Linked DNA regions of Mus musculus: region 2 is linked to region 1. The links are chromatin contacts, called in public promoter capture Hi-C maps. All regions are on one chromosome and are shown on one strand. The core of a region is the stretch at or near the end of the contact, and the rest is flanking DNA. Distances in the headings are between cores, read along the strand shown.

What was found. Capture Hi-C pulls out chosen DNA fragments and counts their contacts.
Region 2: a promoter capture Hi-C map of adipose tissue shows a contact between it and region 1. The contact joins two enhancer-like sites. A contact is called at or near these places in 1 of 115 datasets of contacts at active chromatin or transcription factors (bone marrow-derived macrophages) and 1 of 9 other capture datasets (adipose tissue).

What each region holds. Positions count from the first base shown.
Region 1 is chr1:135,421,252-135,426,867 of GRCm38.p6, forward strand. All of the region lies in intron 1 of Ipo9 (importin 9), which reads right to left. Among named protein-coding and RNA genes, the nearest start is that of Ipo9, 6.4 kb to the right of the region's middle. Within about 2 kb of position 1,695, at least 8 of the 459 cell types and tissues checked have an H3K27ac peak or open chromatin away from gene starts, as enhancers often do. A contact at or near this core is called in adipose tissue, where this site is marked.
Region 2 is chr1:135,785,354-135,791,097 of GRCm38.p6, forward strand. It overlaps a transcript of Tnni1 not described here. Among named protein-coding and RNA genes, the nearest start is that of Tnni1, 11 kb to the right of the region's middle. Within about 2 kb of position 3,503, at least 26 of the 459 cell types and tissues checked have an H3K27ac peak or open chromatin away from gene starts, as enhancers often do. A contact at or near this core is called in adipose tissue, where this site is marked.

The DNA of each region.
Region 1 (5,616 bases), core at 445-2,944:
TAAAGGGATCTGATGCCCTCTTCTAGTGTGTCTGAAAACAGCTACAGTGCACTCATATACATAAAATAAATAATTCTTTTAAAAAAAAAAGAATGTAAGATCATAATTTTCTATCTTGCAACCTAGGACTGTGCAGGTCAATATAGTCGCCATCAGTCACAAACCCTGGGATGGTTGTAAGTGTAACCACCACCCTACAATTCAAGTTTAGCATGAAAAACAAATAATAGTTTTTCTTGGCGACAAGAGTTTCACTTCATAGCCCTGGCTAGCCTAAAACTCATAGAGAGCTCCTAGCCTGCTTCCTGAACGCCAGGATCAAATGCATGTACAACTCTACAGCCTGAACAAAATAAAACAAAACCAAAATTGATTATACATGGGAATATTTGACATATGACAGGTTAAATAAGTATAGTATTTAACTCATTAGCTAATTTTTAATTAATTAAATCATTTTTTATTAATTAATTTTCTAGACTAGGTCTCAGCATGTAGCTCTGGCTGGCCTGGAACTCATGAAGTAAATCAGGCTAACCTCTGCCTCCAGTGTTTAGTGCTGGGACTAAAGATGTGTACCACCATGACCAGTCAGTATTAAAGCTACTACTTAGATTTATCTCTAGGTGTATTCATCTGAATGAATGTATGCCACCACATGTATACAAGTACCAGTAGGAGAAGGAAGAAGGCATCAGACCGTAAGATTCCTGAAGCTAGAGTTACAGGCAATTGTGTCTCCCAACATGAGTGCTGGAAACAAACTTAGATGGGGTTCTGGAAGGGCAGCAGGTGCTCTTAACCACTGTGCTATCTCTAGCCTTTTAGCATTAAAATTATCTCTACCTATTTCTTTTTTAAAAACCTATGGCTGGCAGGAAATTTAAAATTCTATGTCACCCAAACCACCTCTCTACACACACTAATGCCTCTACACACACTAATGCCTCTACACACACTAATGCCTCTGCCCCTCTAAACAAAGCAAACAACCCAGTTGGGTCTCTAGACTTAGGCACGTTTCAGTTCAAATCTTGAAGCCACCACACCTGTCCTTAGGTAAGCTATTTATCCTTTAAATCCAAAGAAAGAATGGTGGTGTCAATATAACAAACGATCCTATGGGAATTGATTTAACACACACATGTGGTTAGCCCAAGTCTCTCACACTGTAAAGACGGCACAATTTTGTTACTTATTTTTATTGCCCACCATTGTGTAGGGCTAAAGGGAACTCATCGTGTTTCTTCTAGTAGTTCTAGGGCTTTGCTTTCTTACATTTAGGCTTTTAGTCACTGAGGATTGTTTTTCTGTATGGTACAAATGGTTATGCAGCTGTCCCAGCTCCACTAAAAAAGTCCCATCTAGCCAGGTGTGTGGTGGCTCACACCTTTAACCCCAGCATGGAGGCAGAGGCAAGTGGGTCTCTGAGTTCAAGGCAAACCTGGTCTACAGAGGGAGTTCCAGGATAGCCAGGCTACACAGAGAGACTATCTTTATGTCCTCTCCTTTTCACATACTGTCTTTAGTGAAACAGGGTCTTACTGTAGCCAAGGCTGGCCTCCAATTGGCAACAATTCTCCTGCCTTGGTCTCTTAAGAGCTGGGATCACAAGCTACCAAGCCCAGATCGTTTGTTTCTTTTTCTTTTGGACAGTATCTAACTGTGTAGTTCACGGTAGCCTTGAACTCAAGATTCTCTTGCCAGCTTCTTACCAGCTAAGACTACAAGCATGGAGCATCGAGCCAGCAGTGTTCTTACATTTTGACTCTGACCTATCACATAATGCCAGATGCAATCTTCCACTTGCAAACTCATGCCGGTATACACAAACTGCACCAGATTTTGAAATATATCAGACTTGCAGAGCAGGGACAGACGCTCTTGTTTTACCCGGTTTCCATAGGTCCTTGTATAGGATTTTTAGACTTTTTGTCCTATAACTAAACTGCCTTTCTAGTTGTGTGTCTGTACTACAGTGTAATTATAGAAACTTTATGCAATGTTTACATGTCTGTAGAGCTTGTCCCTCCTGGGAGGCTTTCTTTTCAATGTTATTAGTTACTCTTCACTCCCTGCTTTTCCATACAACCCTTAGAATCAACCTGTCTAAGTTTATCTGTGATGTCCTATTTGAGCTAATTACGGTGTCTTTCCAGTTTGTTCACATGTAATGCAGACTGGAGAGATGGCTCAGCCATTAAGAGCACTTACTGCTTGCTCTTCCAGAGGACCCAGCTTTGGTTCCCAGCACCCACATGGCAGCTCACAACCTGCTTTAACTCTAGTCTTAGGGATCCAGTGCCCTTTTCTGGCTTCTGAGGGCACTGTATGCACACAGTGTACAGCCATACACGCAGGCAAAACACCCAAGACACACAGAGAAAACCCACAGTATCATCTAAAGCAGTGACTCTCTCACATTATCCTGTAACAGATTCTTCGGTTTGTGTTTGTTTTACTCCAAATTACAACATCTTTTTTCTCTGTGTAACAAACCCTGGCTGTCCTGAACTCACTTTATATAGACCAGGCTGGCCTCAAACTCTAGAGATCCACCTGCCTCTGACTCCTATGTGCTGAGATTAAAGGTGTGCTCCACCACCACCTGGCTCAATGCCTTTATTTTAAATGGCACTTTAAAATTAATTTATTTCTTGCAACAGGAGGGATGGAAGCTGGGGCTTCGTGCTCGGCAAGCATTCTGCTGCTGAGTTAGCCTCCAGCCTCTCTAAGCTGAAGTTCTTGGTCCTTTTCTATCGCTCCTATTCTGTCACTCATGAAGAATGAGGCTGTCTATAAAACCATGATAAAATGGGCTTTCCTTTTAATACATGAATTAAATGCTTAAATCACAAACACTTAAAACCTTCAGAGTCATCTCTATGGATACTGAAATTCAATCTGATTCATATGATTATTTTGGTTAGTTCAGATTCTAGGTAAATATAAAAAGCCCTCTTCTTGCAATAGAAGAAACAGGTGTGCAAACCCAGCCATGTATGAGTCAGCTTTTAGCATGGGCTCTATCAAACACACAAACACACATAGGTCTATTTACCATCAAGAAGACCCTTGTTTTAGTTTGTTTTTGAGATGGGGATCTCACTATTTCTCACTCTGTAGACCAGGCTGGCCTCCAACTCAAGAAATCTTTGCCTCCAGTAGTGCTAGGATTGAAGGTGTGCACCACTACGCCCAATGTATTAAGACCTCTTAAACACTAATGTTTAGGTTTAATTTAATGCGAACCATCTCACCAGAACAAGGTAAAAATCCATTTTTAAAAGAACAGGTAGTTCAGCCAGCTAAAGCACTGGCACTAAGTCTGATTCCTGAACGTGATCCCTGGAGTCCACATGGTTAAAGGAGAGCCAATCCCAACAAGTTCTCTTCTGATCTCCATATACAAGCCACCGCACAACCCATCTCCATAAATACATAAATCTATCAATCAATCAATAAGAAGGAATACTTCTAGTAAAGGCACCCACACTTGCAATTCAAATAGTTAGTGTGGTAACAGACATTAACCTCATGCCTTGAACTTGGCATGAAACTGTCTTGGTCTCCCTGGACATGGTAATCGGTTCTAGTGTGCCTCATGCGACTTCCTTCATCAGAGTGACCTACAACATATTCATAAACTACTTGAAACACATAGAACTTTCTTTTATAGTGCTATTTACATAACATTTATGTGTGTTTTAAAAGTTCCTGGAATAAGCTTAATTTTTGTATCATTCCTGTAGGTCCCGTAGGGACAAACTAGAATGAGGCAAAAATAAGCAAAATAGTCAATCATACAGCATGAAAAGATACTGAGGAATATCAGTTTTTGAGAAGGTTTTGAAATTTGAGTTTAAACTCTAAAGCGTGAGTAAATTTGAATGACCATCTTTGCAATGAGGACACTGCTGTTCGTGGCTCTAGGGTGACAGAGGACTAAGGAAGGAAAAGGAGCCACATGCATGTCTCTCATCACCAGTCCACCCAGGCGCCAAGCAGAAGATTGGAACACTGCACACAGATCCGGGACAGCTGACTGGAGACTGTAAAGGCTACTTTCCAGAGAGAAGCTTGCTCCCATGAAAGGTTTTTCAGTGTCTGAGCCAGGAGGAAGCAGCCTTCTAGTGAGGGTCACATCGCCGGGAGCTTCTCTGCCACGGTCCTAGGGAAACTGTGTCTGGTAACCTAGGAAAGACACACCTCACACTCCACTCAGCAGCGAGACAGTAGAGGATGCCCAGAACAGAGATTAGCCTAAGGTTAGATCTATATGGAGGGCCTTAGAGCAAGTCAGCCAAGAGTTTCCACTACACATATCTTAAGATGAGTTTTCTACAAAAGTTTATTTCTTTCACCTAAGAGAGGAGGTTGAAAGTTCAACTAGTACAAATGCCTGTTTAAGAGTCTCCTGGGCAAGATGACTTGCAGACTAACTTGGCTAACTAAGACAAGATTTAAAACAGAATGGACAGGACACATTCTCTTCTCTAAGTTCCCAGAATTTTTAAACCAGTAAGCTTCACATTTTAAAGACAAAAAACAAAAACAAAAACAAAAAAAGCCACCCTAATTTGCAGGAGGCAACAGTGGGGTATGAAAAAGGACATTTCTGCCTAAATTGTACAGCTCTGAGAAAAGTATCATACCAAAAACTGTAACTTACACAAAAGTTGATGAAGGACTGTTTCCAATGACAATGATGGTATGGTACTGATAATGAGGTCTGCTGTAAGATTAATGCAGAGAATGAAAGACTTTGAAGTTGACAGTGTGATCAAAAGAGCAAACAAACAAACAGCTGTTGAGTTCCCTGCTTGGCGGAACCACGATCAACACAGGTTGTTTCTTCACAAAGCTGACTTCTGTCTGAGGGCAGAGAACCCCATCTAAAATAGCATGGAACCTCATTTGAAGCCTTGTACTGACAGAATCTATACAGTAACTTTGGGGGGAAAAAGCCAACTATCTGTTCAAAAAAGAAACATTTTAATGAAAGCAGAGAAAGCACAAGAGACATGTACACTGGACTTTTGCCTGGAAGAGACTAATTCAGGTTAAATGAAGATTCAATCTAAGACACTGAACCAAAGAGCATTGCTGTGAGAGCTATAGGAAGTCCTAGAGCCATTCTGTCAGGGACCACATTTCCCCTTAGCTCCCATTGCCAAGGTGAAACAGGAAGAGCCTTCTTTGGTTAATTGAAATTTTTTTCACCTGCCTTTACCGGGTGCCTCCACTTCAGACAGACATCCTCTGAGCTTTCTAAGGAACCCTTTGCCTTCTCTTTACTTTCTAGTCTCATTTTCAATGTTAGACTCATTTTCTAGTCTTTTGGGTGTTTGTTCTCCCTTTCTGGTGATCTTGGCCCTACTTTCTCTTACCCTATTTGGCAACAAATATCTGTGGCAACAAAGACTTTGGCTTAGAAGGAAAAATGTAAAAGAGGGCAGGGAGGACAAAGGAGAATTTAAGAAATGCACACCACTGCTCTCAAAGGTCTAGGAGAGAGACTGAAGATCTGCCAGTGTCTTCATAGCCAACTTCAACTGAACAGAGAACATCTGTAGGAAAGTTTTAAGCAGCACTCTGGAGAAGCCCCCTATCTCT
Region 2 (5,744 bases), core at 2,253-4,752, 370 kb after region 1:
CCCCATTGTCCTTCCACCAACAACGCACAGGTTCCGTTTCCTCCACATCCTTTCCTCTGAGCCATCCGATGAGCGGTCCCCAGTTTTTGTCTGAGACATTATCTCTATATGGGTCAGGCTGGGCTTGAACTTGTAACCAGTTTGCTGACTCTGTCTCCAGGGTGCTGAGCTCACAGGTATGTGTTGCCGCACCAGGCTGCCATGCAGTTTTGATTTGCATTTCCAAAATGGATGGTGAAGTTGGACATTTTTTTTAATGTGTTTATTGGCCATCTACATAGCTTCTCTGGAGAAATGTATCAGTCTGTTCAAATGCTTTAATCTGTGCGGGGCGGCCATGAAGTTGTCTGCTCCATTTCATACTTATGTACGAGCTTTTCCAGAGCCACCTTTTGCTTTTGCTTTTATTTATTTTGTGATGTTATGGATCACATCTGGGGCCTTATGCATTACAAACAAGGGCTCTACTACTGATCTACATCGCCAGCCTTATTTAAATTTTTAATTACCATTTCATATGTTTAATGTTACTGTATTACTCATTCTATATTGCTCATATACAGATGAATATTTATATGTGAATATTATATACATAGATCTCATATATATGTTTATATATGAGAGCAAGGGAGAGAGCATGCTCAGGCTGACCTGAAACTTGCTATGTGGCCCAGGATGATATCAAATTTGCAATTTTAATTCTCCTGCTTCAGCCTCTTGGGATTATAGGCACATAGCACCATGCTCACTTTCGTTTATATAATATTTGATAGTGATTACTCCTAAGGTTTGCGTGTCCCTCCTAACTTATGCTGAAATCTAGTTGCCAATATAATGTCATTAGAAGGTAGGTCCTGCCTGGGCAGTGATGTCACCTTTAATCCCAGCACTCAGGAGGCAGAGGCAGATTGATCTAGTTCCAGGAAAGCCAAGGCCACACACACACACACACACACACACACACACACACACACACACACACACCCTGTTGAGAGGGAGAGAGAGAGAGAGAGAGAGAGAGAGAGAGAGAGAGAGAGAGAGAGAGAGAGAGAGAGGGAGAGGGAGAGAGAGAGAGAGAACCCTTTAAAGACTTGGGCTTGAAGACGCTGCTTTGAGGTTTTGAGGGTGGTGTTTAAAGGCTTTTTAAAAGGGCTTTCAGTAGATTTCAGCTGGGGTTGTACATCTTGGAATCTGAGCCCTTCAGAAACTGAGGAAGGAGAACTGCTTAGGCTGGAGTTAGAAACCAGCCTGGGCTACATAATGAGATTGAGACCAGCTTGGGTTATTCGGTGTGTTTGGGGCCAGCCTGTGCTACAAACAGGATCTTCCCCTTTCCCAAAAATGCTAAAACAAACAAACAAACAAACAAACAAACAGCATTCAGCAATGTGTCATGGGGTCTCTTTCTTGCCTGTTTATTTCTGCTGTGTGAGAAAGTGACATGAAGCTCCTTGTCAGATATCAGCACCTGATCTTGGAGTTCTCTGACTCTAGAACAGGGAACCAATAGGTCTTTATAGATTATAGATTCCCCCATCCTGGGCATTCTGTTTCAGCCATTCATGACGGACTAGATGATGATGATGATGATAGCGATGGTGGTGGTGGTGGTAGTTGTCTCACCTTGGCCTCTAATTCTTTCATCATCCAACTCCCCCCCTTTTGTTTTATGTGAGATATCACACCATGTCACCCTGGCTCATAACCCTCTAATGGGTGCCATATAAATGCATGAAGGTTGGGCTCCCTAGCACCTGTTGTCACCTGTATGTCCCCTCTCAGCTGCATTGTCTGGTACCCAGACTAGCCTTTCATATCGAAGTGAGAACAGGACTTGGAGTCTCCTCACTCTGCCCTTTGTCATGCTCCTCTCTCTGCTCTTGGGTCTCCAGAGCCTTCTTTCTGGTTACCTGACAAGCTCTTGTACTTCCTGTGTAACGCAGCTTGGGGGGTGTTCCCTCTCCGAGACAATTAATTACCTGCCCTACCCCACACCCCCACTCTGCTGTAGATCAAATCTAGGGCCTTGCACATGCTAGGCCAGTGTGAGTCACTGAGCGCTAACTCAAGAAACTTCTCTTGAGACAAAGTTTCCTTGTGTAGCCCAGGCTAGCCTGGAGCTTGAGATTCCCCCTGCTTCCTGAGTTCTGGGATTACAGAACTGTGCTATTGTGCCTGGCCTTGTTTTCCTTCCTCCCTAGACAGGAAGACACAGCTGTTATGACACATATCACAAATGTCCGGAGGAAACGTTTAGATTTGTGTGGCAACAAAAGTAAGTTTAGATTTTGGTATGAATCTCAGAGAAATCACGCAAGTCAAGCTCTGGAAGGGGTAGGAGATGTGTTTCAGTGTGGGCTGCACCCCTGGATGATTCTGAGGTGATTATATTAGGAAGTGGAAGTGTTGGGGGGAGAGAAATGTCATTTTGTCGCAGGGTATGAAACTCTGGGCTTCTTGGACTCCGCTAGTCACCTTGAAACCTCTATAATATATTGAAAGTAATATAATATTGTAATATAACATTGAAGTATATATATTTCAATAGTGTAATCAGCTGCATAAATTTTCCTCAGCCAACCTTGGCTCTCCTGATTAAGAACAGGTCCACCTTCTTCCTGCTCCACACTGCCCTCTAGTGGCAACTAGAGGTCTAGGGGTCCTTCGTGTTTTCCCAGAAGCCTCTTGGCTGTGTCCAGAGGAGAACAGGGTGTGTGTGTGTGTGTGTGTGTGTGTGTGTGTGTGTGTGTGTGTGTGTGTGTGTGTGTTCCAGTATGCTCCAAACACAGTCTCTCTAAGTTTTTGGAGACATCTGTGCACACAATACTGTGTTCTTTTCTTCGTGCAGCCTTGATGCCTCTGCGCCTTCTGGAATTGGTGTAAGAAATTATGGCTCTCAAAAATGTGGTGCATGGCTGGGTGGTGGTGGCGGCAGTGGCAGCAGCAGCGGCAGCAGCAGTGGCAGTGGCAGCGGTGGTACACTCCTCTAATCCCAGCACTCAAGAGGCAGAGGCAAGCAGAGATCTCTGTGAGTTCAAGGCCAACTTGTCTATGGAGCAAGTTCCAGGACAGCCAGGGCTGTTGTTACACAGAGAAATCCTGTCTTGAAAGCTAAATTAAAATAATAATAATAATGTGGTGCTGAATGGTTATGGGTTTCAGAAGTTTCCAAAGGAATCTCTACCTTCTCTCTGAGAAGTTATGAGCAGCACCGCCACTTAGAGCCTGCAGAGAACTCTGGGGAAGCCAAGGAAACCCTCAGTTTAAGAAAGACAGACAGACATTCAGAAAGATAGACACTCTCGTGGCTGCACTGGGGTTACAGTGGATCCATCCAGGGGCTGCATTTGCGGCTCTCCCATCCTTCCCTGGTATTGATCCAGAGGACCTCATTGGGAACAAGGAATGCATGCGGAACTCGAAGAGAGGGATGGGTAGGGGCTGAGAACGGAAACACGCCTGCCTGCTTATCACCTGGGTGGGGCAGAGGGAGGAGGAGGGAGCGGCGTGGGAGATGGAACAGTCAGAGCGTGGCCAGTTACTCGGGCGTTTCCATATATAAATCACTCACAGACAGACACACAGAGTCCTTCATTGCTCCCTCTGGCGGCAAGCAGAGCTTCATCTCTTTCTCCAGGAACCTCAGCTCCTAGATGCACTCAGAGAACCAAAACAAAGTCAAAACAACAACAACAACAACAACAGCATGTTCCCACAGACACTTCATTTGGTAATTTGGGGTTTCTCACTAAACCACAAGATCCTCAGAGCTCACTAGCAATGGGCAAGCCTATTCTGAAGTAACTTGCATGGAAGACAATTCCTTGGGACTCAGCAGGTAAAAATGCTTGTAGACAACCTGGCTACCTGAGTTCAATCTCTAGGACCCATGTGGTGGAGGGAGACAATCAACTCTTATAAGCTGTCCTCTGACCTACACACACACACACACACCACCACCACCACCACCACCACCACCACCACCACCACCATCACCACACACACACACACACACACACACACACACACACACACACACACACACACCACCACCACCACCACCACCACCACCACCACACACACACACACACACACACACACACACACACACTAATACACACACTAAATAAATCAGTAAAGTTCTGAAATGACTTGGTTGAATTTTATTAATGACTGACACTTTTCAGGACTAAAATTTGCACTTAATTTTTTGATTATCGTGTATTTATCTATTTATCTGTCTATCTACACGTTCCTGATTCCTAATTAAGAAAAACCAGTGTTTTCCTCAGTGAGTGTTGGTGGGGAAAGGCTCCCAACCACAGGTAGGGGCAGCTCCTAGCTCGCTTTCGTTCCACAGCCTTGATTCAAGCTAGGGCACTGGTGGTTTTCTTCATGGTTGCGCCGGTACCTTCTACGCAAATGTCAGCATAGTCTAAATGGTCAACCATACAGACCAGGTCCTAACAGTCTACACTGTGAGAAACACTACTTTATATTCTTCCACAGGATGACCTTGAGGAGGAAGAAATTGTCTCAAAAAGGCCAACACCAGCTCCATGGTTAGCATTTATGCTAGGAGAATTAATTATGCTCTCCAGCTTTATCTCCGTCCTATTGTGATCTCTCTGGCTACCCTTCGGCCTGCAAAACTGCGCCCCCTGGTGGACAGCATTTGTGATTAGGGCTTTGGGTTACCAGTTCTGTAGCTGAGTCTCAGACAAAGATAGAGGAGGTGGTAAAGACGCAGTTTGGGAGAGAGGGTCTGTGTTGAGAAGGAGATGAAGGAGGGTCCTCCTCTCTCTTCTACAGCAAGAAGTGTAGCAGCCGTCTCTGCATGGAAAGAGTGGGAGCCCAGGGAAAGCCACCTTCAAAAGGAGTTTGGAAAACATTATTCTTCCTGACTGGAGTCCTGAAGGAACCTCATTAGGCCTGCTGACCAAACGAGTACCTCCCTGGTCAGTCGCCTGCCGCTTAAGTCATTTGCTTAAAACAGGAATGTGTGGCTGAGCAGAGAGGAAAGGCACTGAGTTTGGAGGGGAATGGAGAGGGAGTTGGTGCAGGCAGGGCCTGAGTGGCCAGCATACTCACAAGCCCTTAGATTGTATTAGTGCCTGCTTCCCTGGCACCTGGACCTAGCCTGGCATGGGGCAGAGAGGGAGTGGTCATTGTTTAGGATCTAAGCCTGATAACAACAAAGGCCCAGGTCCCCAGCTCTTGTGTCTTTGTCTGTGTGAGCACATTGTTGGATGTTATCTCCTATGCCAAGGTCGAGCAGGATTGGGGATGCTCCTCCCTCTGGTACCAAAAGCCTGGACAAGACAGATTCCTAGCCAGCCTTCTCTCTGAGCTTTGAGCCCCTGACCTGCCTTTAGGACTCCCCAGGAAAAGCACAGATCCCTTCTGAGCTGGGAAGGGACTCCCTGCTCTGTGTCTGCTCAAGAGGGCAACCTGTCAGTGCTGGCTGTATGTCCATTTACTCAAGGAGTGAGCCTTTGTTGAGCACCTACTATGTGTGTTCCTGAGGGGAGAGGAAACAAAAGGATGGAGACTGGGGTCTGCACTCTAGTTCCTCCTCGAGAAGGACATGAACGATGTCAGCGTTGGGGTGAAGTGTGGGAAAGAGGGGCATGAAGGGGGTGGTAGGGCTAGGAGCAGGGGCACCTAACATAATCAGGGGTGGCTGGGCAGTGAGGCTTGGAGGAAGTCTGGAGGGAAGGACGCCCTGACAGTAGTGTCAAAGC